Linked DNA regions of Mus musculus: all the other regions are linked to region 3. Evidence: chromatin contacts called from public HiChIP or PLAC-seq and Micro-C data. All regions are on one chromosome and are shown on one strand. The core of a region is the stretch at or near the end of the contact, and the rest is flanking DNA. Distances in the headings are between cores, read along the strand shown.

What was found. Hi-C and Micro-C count contacts between places; a contact is called where the count stands out from the background. HiChIP or PLAC-seq counts read pairs in DNA pulled down with a chosen protein or histone mark.
Region 1: an H3K27ac HiChIP or PLAC-seq map of regulatory T cells shows a contact between it and region 3, with 17 times the contacts expected there. The contact joins the promoter of Ppm1a here to the promoter of Ppp2r5e in region 3. A contact is called at or near these places in 2 of 39 promoter capture datasets (hippocampal neurons and pre-B cells) and 3 of 115 datasets of contacts at active chromatin or transcription factors (astrocytes, embryonic forebrain and regulatory T cells).
Region 2: a Micro-C map of embryonic stem cells shows a contact between it and region 3, with 4 times the contacts expected there. The contact joins the promoter of Prkch here to the promoter of Ppp2r5e in region 3. A contact is called at or near these places in 3 of 39 promoter capture datasets (cranial neural crest, hippocampal neurons and stem cell-derived epiblast-like cells), 1 of 484 Hi-C or Micro-C datasets (embryonic stem cells) and 2 of 115 datasets of contacts at active chromatin or transcription factors (embryonic limb bud and embryonic midbrain).

Annotation. Positions count from the first base shown.
Region 1 is chr12:72,758,794-72,763,002 of GRCm38.p6, forward strand. Ppm1a (protein phosphatase 1A, magnesium dependent, alpha isoform) reads left to right here and starts at 2,418. Exons shown (of 6, transcript NM_008910.3): 1 at 2,418-2,838.
Region 2 is chr12:73,582,723-73,586,653 of GRCm38.p6, forward strand. It overlaps Prkch (protein kinase C, eta), which reads left to right and starts at 2,074. Exons shown (of 14, transcript NM_008856.4): 1 at 2,074-2,803. The coding sequence starts at 2,441. It overlaps LOC115488016 (collagen alpha-1(I) chain-like), which reads left to right and starts at 956. Exons shown (of 3, transcript XM_030247047.1): 1 at 956-1,045; 2 at 1,489-1,587; 3 at 1,708-2,413. The coding sequence starts at 956. The coding sequence ends at 2,373.
Region 3 is chr12:75,593,630-75,598,054 of GRCm38.p6, forward strand. It overlaps Ppp2r5e (protein phosphatase 2, regulatory subunit B', epsilon), which reads right to left and starts at 2,603. Exons shown (of 14, transcript NM_012024.3): 1 at 2,006-2,603.

The DNA.
Region 1 (4,209 bases), core at 1,168-3,667, 2.8 Mb before region 3:
AAAGGCTTCCTGTAGGAACTAAGAACTTCCTGTAGGAACTGGGCGTGCCACATCTTTGACTTTTACTTGGCTGTTTATTTTTGAGACCCTGTTTCAACACCACCACCAAAAATTTGATAATAGAAGGGAATATCAAAATCAAATAACTTTCATTAGACAATATTAATGTCTAATTCCGAGTTCCTAAATGTTAAATTTATGGCCCACAAGTTTCCTCATTCACACTACAAATGGTGTCCAGAGACACAACTGACTGGCTGTCTGTGATATACTGACTGGTCAGACTCCTGGAAAAAGAAATCTCATCATTATATTTTATATATTACATACTATATCAAATTGTATTTTTTCTTACCTCTTCTGTTACTCAAGTTTTCTTACAAAGATAGGACAGAGAGACTACAGGAATGTAAACCTAAAAACCCAGACAAAAACCTCCCAATTTCCTATCATGTGTACTGCCACAGATGACTCAGCTCTTCAACGAGAAAATGTATTGTTTAAGAGCACTGTAGACAGGTGTGGTGGTAGGGATGTGGAAGCAGGAGGACCAGTTAAAGTAATCCTCAGTTTCACAAGAGTCAGCCTGGGAAAGCCAAGACTCTGTACACACACAGACAGACACACAGACACACAGAGCACTAAATGGTGGCTGTCACAACATGACTTTTGTATGCCCATCGTGCAGTAACTTGTTTTAAGTATTAATAGTAGTACTAAGAATTGAGTCAGGTATGGTGGCACATGCTTGTACTATCAGCAATCCAGAGGCAGTCTGGGAGGATCCTTGTATGTTTGAGGCCAGCAAGCACTACATAGAGACCTTGTCTCAAAAACAAAACAAGCACATAACAAAAACCCTAACCAGGGCTGAGGACAGAGCTTAATGGTTGAGGACTTGACATGGTTTTAATCCTCAGCATCCCCACTTAACAAAACCTAAACAACATATTGTATATAATAATAAAACAGCATTTCATTAAAAGATTTCGCACCTAATTTCATTTATTTCTGCACTTGTATAGAAAAGAATTAAGAACTGTATAGTGAATTTTATTTTTACTTTATATACCTGGAGGTGCTACAAATTCATCGTATTCCCAAAATACTGAGTGATTTGGAGGGTCAGTGAAGATAGTGTCTGCTGGGAATTGGCAGTCTCACATGTGGTCCTGCCATTGATGTCAGGTGTAAAAGTGAAGAAAAGGGAATCATCTTCCATAAGTCGTGGTGAAAATATCAGAAATGGTTACCACAACATCCAAAATAGAGAAATAGTTTGCGGGATGACAGCCGGCAAAAGCAGGTTGTATTTGATCTAAGAGTCAAGACAATGGAGTGGTTTATAAGAGACACGAAGTAGCGGGGTGGCAAACTGCAGTAAGCACCAGAGAAAAGGGGAAGGCCTTACTGAAATTAATCTTGTTACTGGTCTGAACTCAATTTGGCTAATAGTTTTAGTATTTTTTTTTTTAAAGCATTAGCCTATTTCAGCGGAATATATGCTTTTTCTTTGTATTATATCAGAATCTCTCTTAAACTTCTATTCCTGCGAATTTGGTTGTAAGGGTTAAGCTGGTGACTGAAAAGCTGGGAAGGCACACCCAACCAATGGGAACTCATACTGGTGATGTACTGCTTTCCAGCTCTGATTCATTGGCTGCCTAGGGTTTGTCATTCTATCCCGGCGTCGGCAAGCAGCGTGGGTCGGGTTTTCTGTGGTCGAGCTAGCTAAACTGGATTTTGGCCGCCTGCACGTGCAGTTACCTTTTGCTCATCTCTAGCTCTCCGTGAAAGCAGCTGTCACGTTTCTGATTATCCTCTAGATTTTGAAAAACCCTCGGTTCCATTAGCCCCACTGGAGGTCTTTGGAGGTGCCCGTTGAGCCCGAATCACGTGACCCCGTAACGTGCACATAAATACAATTCGGAATCCCTGCAGGGACTCGGGGACAACCCGCGAGAAGCTCTAGCTAGGCACGTGTCCCAAGGCGTGAACGGTTTGCACACGCACGTCTGCGGTATGGCCGCGGCACTCGTGTGCGCCTCGTGGGGTCGAAGGGGCAGGCTGAGTCCCCTGTGCCGGGCGCTAACCGAGACTGCACCTGGAGACCGGCGTCCGTAGGCAGGTGTAAGAGTCGGGTGCGGACGACGACGACAGCCGGGTTTGGAGAGGCCCTCTGCGCCCTAGCGCGAAGGCCGCGCGCCTGGCTCGCACCCAGGACGTCCACGCTCCCTAGGGATCGGCCCGCGGCAGCGACCTGAGGAGCAGCGCAGGGCAGTGACGTCACCGCCGCCCCTCCCCCGCCCAAGCCGCAGTTCCGGCCCTCCCACATCCGGGTCTCTCCAGCCCATGGGCCGCGCCGCAGCTGCAGGGCCGGGGGTGGGGGAAACGGCGGCGCGGGGCGGGGCGGGGCCGGGCGAGGGGCAGCGGTGTCGAGAGCGCGCGTGCGCGGGGCCGCGCTAGAGGCGGCGGCGGTGGCGGCGCTAGGGGCGGGAGCGCGCGCAGGAGCTAGAACGCCGTGGTCTCCGCGCCGGCCGGGTCCGCAGCTCGGGATCGGGTGGCTGGGGCGGGGGGAGGGGGGCCCAGGCAGGTGGGGCGGAAAGCGATGAGTCCTCGGCGCCTCCTCCGCCTCCCGCGGGCCCCGCTCTCTGCCTCCCGCTCCGACGCCCGGATGATCTGAGCCGCGAGGGCTCCGAGAGCCGGGGGCCCGGACCCAGCCCGGCTCCTCCCCTCCTCCGCCCGGGCCCGGCCGCCGTCGCGGGACCCCGTGCCCGGCCGCCGTCGCCACCGCCGCCCCGGCCGACCGAGGGACCCGCCCGCCCGCGGCTGCTCCGGGTAAGCGCGGCGCGAGGGCGAGGAAGAGGGCGAGGGCGGGCGGGCGGAGGGCCTGTGCGGCGGCGGCCAGGCCTGGGGCCTGTAAACAAGCCGGGCGTCTGCCCGGGCGATCCCGGGAGGAGACGCGACAACTCCACCCCCTGGGCGGCCTCCTCCCCGAGCCCGCGCCGGGTGGCGAGGGGTTAACACGCGGCGGGGGCGGAGGCGGGGTGTGTGCGGCGGCTGGGAGGGGGCGCGACCCTCGGCCGGGCGGGGCGGACACTGGCGGCCGCGGAACTTTCGGGGAGCCTGCAGCGGGGTCTCCCCTTGAAGCAGATCAGCCCGTGAGTTCACTGGATTTGGAGACTCACCCGCTGGGTTGAAAGTGAGGCCCCCAACTCAGTAGTGATGCCTCCATTTCATTCATTATTCCGGCTTGGAGCAAACCCATTGAAGTAAACTACAGGTTTTGCATCATTTTGGCCTGATATATTGGAGGAAAGTTCTTTATGTTAGAGTTTAGTTTAGGCTTGGCTCCCTTCTGCTTGTAGGTTGTAAACACACTCGGATCCCCTTCTTGAAAGACAGCTGGCTGTGGAGAGCCTTCTGCCAACTGGAGTTTTAGATCTTTTGCAAATTTCATCATCCAAAGTGTTTTTCTCTTTTCTCAAACACTACACGATACTTAGAAATCCACAAAGGTCAGAGTCTAAGCAATCTACGATGCCGCCCCCACCCCAAGTTTCCTGATAGTTGGAATAATGCTCCTGGTATATTTTTAACCGCGCGGTTAGAGTATAAGGAGATTGGCATTGTTTGAGAAGAATAAATGATTTTGACGTTACGAAAATGAGTAGTTTTCCACGGTTCAGAGAAAAAAACAAAAACAATCTTTTTAAACCCTGGCTTTCAGATTTCAAACATGACTACTACTGGATGGAGGAGAAGCCTGCTGAAGAATCATAGAACTTAAATGATTGTTTTCTGGGCCTTAGGATTTTAGGGTTTCTGAGGGCTCACTACATAGTGCTTGGTTCTCACCTCCCTTTAACCTTTTCTGTATTCTGGGCCTTTGCCAAAGATTATTTCTGTAGTTACAGATGAGGAAACTAAGGACCAGAAAGATAGTGAGCACACACCCACATACTTATCTTCAATACCGCCTTTATTGCCTTAATGTCTGCTTGACTGTTTAATAATTTGAAGCACAAAGCAGATCATCTTCCCAGTGCTACAGTTCTGGGCTGCATTTTTGTGTGTGTGTGTGTTTGTTTGTTTTGCATTGCTGGGGATAGATTTAGCTCGGGGCCTCTTGAATGGTGCAAGACCAAGTTCTCCTCACTTGTCTTGTATATACCTGATTGAACAGTCAGCTATGTTGGGATGACTGCT
Region 2 (3,931 bases), core at 824-3,323, 2.0 Mb before region 3:
CTCACAGGAGACAGCCATATCAGGGTCCTTTCAGCAAAATCTTGCTGGTGTATAGAATAGTGTCTGCGTTTGGTGGCTGATTATGGGATGGACCCCTGGGTGGGGCAGTCTCTGGATGGTCCATTCTTTTGTCTCAGCAATACCTCTCCTGGGCATATACCCAGAAGATGCTCCAACATGTTAAGGACACATTCTCTACTATGTTCTTAGCAGCCTTATTTATAATAGCCAGAATCTGGAAAGAACCCAGATGTCCCTCAACAGAGGAATGGATACAGAAAATGTGGTACATTTACACAATGGAGTACTACTCAGCTATTAAAAACAATGAATTTATGAAATTCTTGGGCAAATGGATGTATCTGGAGGATATCATCCTGAGTGAGGTAACCCAATCACAAAAGAAGTCACTTGATATGCACTCACTGATAAGTGGATATTAGCTCAGAAACCTAGAATACCCAAGATACAACTTCCAAAACACAAGAAAATCAAGAAGGAAGACCAACGCGTGGATACTTCATTCCTCCCTAGAATAGGGAATAAAATATCCACGGAAGGAGTTGCAGAGACAAAGTTTGGAGCCCTCGTGGTTCTTAAGGCGAACCGGCAGCTCTCTGGAGGAGCCAGGTCCAGCTCTTTAGGGAAGAAGTCAGAGTTGCTTTCACCCAGCCGACTCTACCTCTACAAACGGGTTGCTAGCACACTTTGGAGAGCTCTGCCTGAACTGAAGTGACCCTCTACTTCCTTGCCCCACTCTTTCAGGAAGCCTTGGTATTTCCAAGAGAGGCCCATCCGGCCAGCCCATTGTTCTCCATCTCATCCTATAGTGTGAAGCTGTTACTGGTGAGGTCTCAACTCCCTAATGAGAAACTGCCCAGAACCTTCTCAGCAAGCCAAACCATGTGCTAGAAAGGGGACAGACGACCAACCAGCCTGTTCAGTAAGAACGAGTATGGTGAGCGTCCTTAAGCGTCTTAAGAATGGCCTGGACTTTATAGGAGACATATTGGTTGCGGCTGGCCCTCAGGGAGCAAGCTTTATGGTAGAATGGATTAGACCAAAAGGTGTTCCTAGGAGACAAAACCTGTAGAAGTCACGAGATGGGTAAACTTAGGGTCTGCCCACTCTGACAATAACAACCTAGAGTGTTTGTTCCTAGAAGAGGCAGCTGAAAGCCACTGTGTGTCAGGGTGGCGCATGTGAACACTTTGCTGCCCTTATAATGCAGGACTAGGTGGACCAGCAAACCGCCTCTTGCGGAGGAAGGGACTTATTACATCTTGGCCTTGTCAGTCTCCAGCAGAACCAATCTTTCCTGCTCTTTGTGCAGTGACACACCTCTCCCAGGAAGGAGTACAGGATTTCCATCATTACCATTGCCCTATTAAAAAAATACGCAAACAAAACAACTAATTACTCTCTGCCGAAAAGGCACATAAACAGGATGAGTCTAAGCTGAACCTGGGATGACCCATTCCGGTAAAGATTAGGAAAGGGACCTCCCCTTCCCCACAGAACACCCGCCTCTGGCTAGGGCTCTGTCACCCTCCGGCAGGGTCTCCAGGCCACTACTTAGGGTGGGAGGTAGGAACTCCCTGCTGCTGATTTTCCGCATCCACCCGTCCTGCCAATTCTCTCCCCGGCTGTCTCCCACGCCTCAGGTGTTTGCTGGCGGTGGGCCTGGAATCCTTTCTTTTTGTCCAGCCCCTTAGGGCAGCCTCCAGCCCGAAACGCACCGCCAACCCGGCCACCGGGAGCAGGGATCCGCGAGCACTCAGGGCGGGAACCGCCCCTGGGGTGAGTGGGGAGTGCGGGCCCCCTTCACCGCGTAACCCCGGCACCCACCCCTCAAGGCGGTGCTGCCCGCGGTGCGCCACGCCCCCGGGGTCCGGAAGGCGTGGCAGCCCGCACCGGGCTTCTGAGAACTTGGAGCCCGGCGGCGCGCGGCTCTGGCCGGGATGCGGCTGCGGTTGCTGCTGCTGCTGCTGCTTCCTGGTTCTCAGCTCACCGAGTGGGGGAGAGCGTGAGCCCGCGGAGGCGGGGGCAGGAGGAACGGGCGGAGGCGGGGGCAGAGACGCCAAAGCTGGAGCTAGCCGGACGGGTCGCTCCTGCTCTCCGGGGAGACTATCTGGCCGGCCCCGGAGAAGGGGCGAGCCCCGCGCGCTCCAGAAGGACGATCGGGAGCCCAGCAGCCCGCCGAGGGCTCGGAGCCCGGCTCCCCTCCTTTCCACCTCAGGAGAAAGGGCGGGAGGGAAGGAGGGGAGGGGAAGATCCCTCCGAGGAGGCGGAATGGCCGGTCGCAGGGGGCTCGGGCGCTGCTTCTTCCCAGAGCTGCCTCCACGCCCGTGGCAGCGGAGAGGACTGCCCTGAGCCCGGGCTCCGGGTTCCCCAGTGCCAGCCAGCGCGGCCCCCTCGGGGCTCCGGCAGCAGCGCCGGCATGTCGTCCGGCACGATGAAGTTCAATGGCTATCTGAGGGTCCGCATCGGAGAGGCTGTAGGGCTGCAGCCCACCCGCTGGTCCCTGCGGCACTCGCTCTTCAAAAAGGGCCACCAGCTGCTGGACCCCTACCTGACGGTGAGCGTAGACCAGGTACGCGTGGGCCAGACCAGCACAAAGCAGAAGACCAACAAACCCACCTACAACGAGGAGTTCTGCGCCAATGTCACCGACGGCGGCCACCTGGAGCTAGCCGTCTTCCACGAGACGCCCCTGGGTTATGACCACTTTGTGGCCAACTGCACGCTGCAGTTCCAGGAGCTGTTGCGCACGGCTGGTACCTCGGACACCTTCGAGGGCTGGGTAAGTAGCGATCGCCTCACTCCTCCATGTCTGCTGGACCTTCCCTCCTTTTAATTTTCGAAACTCGTCAGAGTCCCGCTCCCTCATCGCCCTGCAGGGGAAGGAATTCCCTCTAGACTTCGGTCCTTTCCCAGGTGGCCTGCACTGTTGACGCGACAGCCGTGGGTGTATGCGGGCGCAGGTGGGACTCTGGGAATCCGTCCTCTTTGTGGACCTGGACTTTGCACTTAGGGGAAGCCCAATAGTGATACAGAGTTCCATCCCCCTCCTCCCGGGGTAGGGGGTTTGGGAATCACAACTCTCATATAAAGAAAAGCAGAGAAAGGGCGATATGAAAGGGATATGGTTTGAATCAAGTGCTTCAAACACTTCTTAGGAGAAAGCCATACATTCTCGCGAGTATTATTCATAGTGTTTATGGATGCATGTTGGTTCAGCCACACAGACGTGCACACGTGTTTCAGCATGCACATCCATTACATCCCAGAGGTACAAAAGCTACACTGGCAGGGATCAGAGTGAGTGCATGGCTTTGCACCCTGGCAGAGTTTTGTTTAGCTTTTCCCTTGGGGATTGGGGGCGAGGGTGGAGGCGGGAGTGGTGGGGTGAGAGGTTTAAAACTTCTCTGTTTGCTCTTAAGTTCAGTCAGCCTGGGTGTATGGGTGCTTCCAAACTATTCCTCTGAGAAGAGGTGGCCAAGACACCTTAGGTTTGGGTCTCCTCCCTCTGCGTTGACCTTTAGCTGCCCGCAACTTCTTATATGCTGCTGCCATTCCCATAGTTCCCTGGAGATAGAATTTTTACTGTAAATTTCTCGAGTGCCTCACACAGCGCCAGAACGCCCATATGTCTTAATCCTCACGCTGTCTTTGTGATGCCGGGGTTATTGTGCTCACTCTGAGACACTGAAATGATAATTACAACGAAGTGGTCTGGCAAAGTGTAGTGTGTGGTAAAGACTCTAGAGTTTAATAATGGTCTCAGTTCTGGCAGGAGTGGGCTTGGAACCCGAGGTGAATCGCTATTCAGAATCTGTTTGAAATTCACAAGTGGCAGAACCAGATGGACAGTGACAAAGATTCATGGATATATGTATTTTATACTTTGAAGTGTTGTTAATTTCACCAT
Region 3 (4,425 bases), core at 1,353-3,852:
AAAAAGAAAAATCTTGTCAAGGGGAAATAAATAACGTGGCTACCATTAAACAAAATCAGAACTCTAATGTATCACCACTCCATTATTAGCATTAAAAAAATGTCTTCCTGGACCTCAAGTCTCTATATTGTCTGCCCATTTTAATTGCACAGCTCTTCCCATCTTGGGATTCCTGAAGTCATTTTGGAGCGATTCTGAAGCTGGAAAAAGTCCACAGAAACATTTTCCTGACAAATTTAATATTATGAATGGGCTAAAACCCTTTTGCACTTCAAGAATCTAAACAAATGAAGCCAGGTATAGTAGCGGGTAACAGCACTCAAAAGCAGGAAAGGTCATGAGTTCAAGGCCAGCCTAAACAGCTTGACTCCAACCCTGGGACACACAGTGGGAGGAGATCCTGCCTCAGGTAAAAAAAAAAAAAAATGAGCGGAGCCACCTCAGTATCCGACAGCACCATGATTACTCTAAGTATAATCCTACTGGCACCATCTAAGCAGGACTTTTGGTGCAATGTGCCATGCTGTGCTTGCTGTTACAAGCCACCACCTTGCACATGAGGACAGGCTAGATTACTTGAATGAGAACGCACAAAAGGCACGATTACAACTATTTCAAATTTTTTAAATAAAGCCATCTTAAGTTATTAAAGTTTGATAAACAAAACTAAGATAAACTCCAATGCAAAGTTGAACTGAAAACATAACTTCACAGCCTCCCAAGATGAAGTTGAGTTTAAGTTCAAATATTGTGCTACATGAAACCAACAGAACTGACTGAATATCATTCTGCAATTATTTAATCTTCGAAATTATTCAAAGGAAGGACAGATGCTAAAAGTCCCAAGCATTGAGCTTAGACTCCTTCACCAAACTAAACAGACGCCAGTACCATTCAGGTGCTACTGAGGCTCCATGCAAGATTAATGGCAGACAAGATCGACAGAATGCATATGATGCAGTGCTCAGGCTCAGTTCCTCAAGTGTCATACCGACACCTAAGACAAATGCTTTTTTTTAACTTCCACAAAGAGTAAGATAGCTGCCTTCCCAATGTGTTATGATTAAACAGTCATCTGCATTACCTGGATTCAACTAAAATAGCATAGACTTTGGAGAGGGGAGGACAATATTAAGGTTAATTTGGGATTTTGAGGACTTCGTGATTCTTTCATTAGAAAGTTATTTTCTTTTAACTCTAATTTGGCTTGAAATATAATGTGACATATAAAAAACGGAATAATAAATTATAAATACTATCGAAAATGTCAGACCTCAGCAAGAAGTTCCACATCGCACTGGTATGCTGTAAATTTAGGGACGAATATTACAATTTCATCTGGGAATTATTTAGATTTCACTCTAACCCTAGCAACACAGATTTCTGTAAGCCTCGTTCCCCCCATCCCTCATTCTGTCTCTATTTCTCTTCTCTCATCTCTAACGATGATCTATAGGCAGCTTTCTTTTTCATCATTTGCCTCTTATGCGCGCAGCTCTGAATAAAATGTCAAGGATCTCAACTCAAAGCATTGCAGAAATGATGGTAACAGCGGGGTCCCTGCAAAGCCCAGGGAAACAGGTTTCACCTGGGCCACTGCACCCAAAGCGTTAGCATTCTCTAAAGAGCACACTACTGGGGCTTTTCCAAGGGGGAGGTATGAAAACAGGGAAGTGGCCTGTTTGTCTGCAGGTATGTTCACATAAACCCCAAGCCCTGGAGAAGCTGCGCGGCCACGGAATCTTCCTCCCTGCTCCCCCGCCCCCGCCGGGGGGGGGGCAAGAAAACGCCTCAAAAGAGGGAGGAAAAGGAGCCGGCGAGGCCGAGGAGAAGAGAGGTGCTGGCCTCCAAAGCCTCTGCAGGTAGATCAGACAAGTGGGCCGGGCGCTTGCTCCCGCTCCCCCCACCCCGCCGCACCCCTCAGCTGCCTGGGCCCGGCCTTCCCGAGCCCGCCGCTCCGCGGGTTCCCCGGGAGGCAAGCCGCGGGACCCGAAGCTGAAGTTACCTTGAAGCTCCTGGGAAAGAATCGGAAGATGATCTGTGGCTGCGCGGAGTGGGCTGCGAGCTAGGGGCCGCGGCGGGGGCGGGCGACGGCCCGGGACGCACGGGGGGAGGTCCAGGCAGCGGCGGAGAGCCCCGGGCTACTACGGCCGTCCGGGGCGACGTCCCTCCGGTTCCGCGGTAGCGGCAGTGTTTCTAGGCCTCTCGGCTGGCCCCTAACCTCAGCGCTCCGGCAGTGGCAGCGGCGGCCTCACGAGCCTCCCCCGCGGGCCCGTCCCATCAAATCGGCACCGACCCGGTTGCGGCGCGGCCGGTGGCTCTTCGTTCACATTCCCGGCGGGCGGCGCCTCTGCTCGTTGCACCGGACCCGGCGGCGGTGGTGGCGGCGGCGGCGGCGGCGGCGACGCGGGGAGGGGGAGGAGGGAGGAAGCCTGGATTTGCAGCGGCAGCAAGCGCGGGAGTCGGGAGGAAGAGTTGGAGCCGCCTGAGCCGCCGCTGCCAGAGCCGCCGTTCGCTACCCGCGCAGGGTCCCCGTCAATGCCCCTTTCTCTCTCCTATTGTCAATATCACCGGGCGGCTGAGTCCATGGCACAGGCGCAACCGAACCTCCTGGCTAGCAGAGCCCGCCTCCGACGCCCGCCCACTGGAGACTTCAAACGGGAAGCGAGACTTCATTGGCCGGCGCGCGCCTTCACTCCCAGGCCAGCACGTTCGGCTGAGAGCTGGTCGGGGATTGGCGGCGCGGGGGGGCGGGGAAACAGGAGGGTGTGAAGGGACGGGGCCCTCGATTGGGCGAGGCGCGGGGGACCCGGATGCTACCGTGAGCTCGGGCGACCGGGCCGCCGTTTCCGCCAGGGCGCCTGAAGTGGGGGTACTGCGGCGTCTGCTAGGCCTGAGGAGAGCTCGGCGGGCGCGCCCGAGACTGGAGCTTCCGCCAGGCGGAACCCTGTGGACCGCGAGCGTCTTCACCCGGGTATCCGAAGGCCACAGGGCGGCCGTCCTGGTGCCTCACGGTTCAGCCCGCAAGCCCCACTCCGCACGGAACCCACGGCCCCCTGAGCCCTGTGTAAACGCGGCCATGGAAGCCGGCAGAAAAATACCCCAGTGGCTGTCCTTCGCTCAACTCGTGGGAGGCCTGGCCACCGGTTGGACTCTCACCTGGTCCCCCCAAAAGCCAGTTCTGAATATCAGCTCTCTGATGCCCCTGCCAGGCTCGGCGGGGGCCCGCGCTCCGGGAGTTAATGCAGATGGCAACTCTGCAGTCTCCCATTCAGAATACCCGCATTCGCCCTTTCAGGACTCCGAAATACCCAGCCCCCAACTCGACAGATTTTAATTGATAGTTTGAGTCTGAGTTTAAACAGAAGACTTACCTCTATCTAGAACGAGGACGAAAATACATACATGTTTTTGCATCATTGGTGAACCCTAGGCCAAATGGTACGTTTCCAAAGAATATTCTTAGACCATCAATCAATTTGAATGCAGGCTACGTACAATAGTTAAAAGAAGAAAAAAATACTAACTACAAAGATCAAACTACCAGCTGCTCAAAATTTGGAAATCTGGGAGGGGAAATACAGGAGAAATAATATTATAATCCATAAACCCAAAATAACCAGTCATTTTGATGTAGTTTTAGTATTATATTTCATATATGTATATACACACAAGTATATATATATATATGTATATATATATGTATGTATACATACATACACACATGTATGTATATTCTTTTTCAAACTCAAAATGCTTCATCCTGTAGCCGAGTTTTTCCTCTCAGTATCATGTCATGTTCTGTACAGTTAAGGAATATACATTTATAAAGCTCTCTGTATCATACCCACAAGTGCTAACCATGCGTTTGCGTTTCTGGTTTGTTGCAAATTTCTATCCTGTTGGGTAGAAAAATAATTCTGTACTATGAAAGAGAATGTTACTGCCCTGAACTGAAATGGGAAAGATGGCTTATACGAAAGCAGACCCCAGAAGACTGGCTGCTGACTGACTGACTGAGTGGCCATTTTTACCCTAATAAAGTTCATTGCCCCATGCTGCAGAATTATATGGAATTCCAGTCTGGTTCCTGGCTTCAAGTAACTTATATTTCCATACTTCAGTCTTTAGAAATGTTTAATATCCTAGCCAAGCAGAGCATGTTTCTTCAACGTCTGATTGGTAAATGCAAAATTAAAACCAAGAAAGATTTTGAAGCCAACTCAATTTCCCTTGGCAACAGTTGAACCGTTAAAAAGTAGTGCACGTTTGAAATGCTCACAGCTGTTGCTTAGAACATTTCACATTTTGTAGAGTGAGGATTTTGCTTGCAAATTATGGATGGCTATAAAGACAATTCATTTCAAAGTCATTTCATTTTCTATAAAATAGCTGAGCAACTGAGATGAGGAGGTCTTTTTTAAT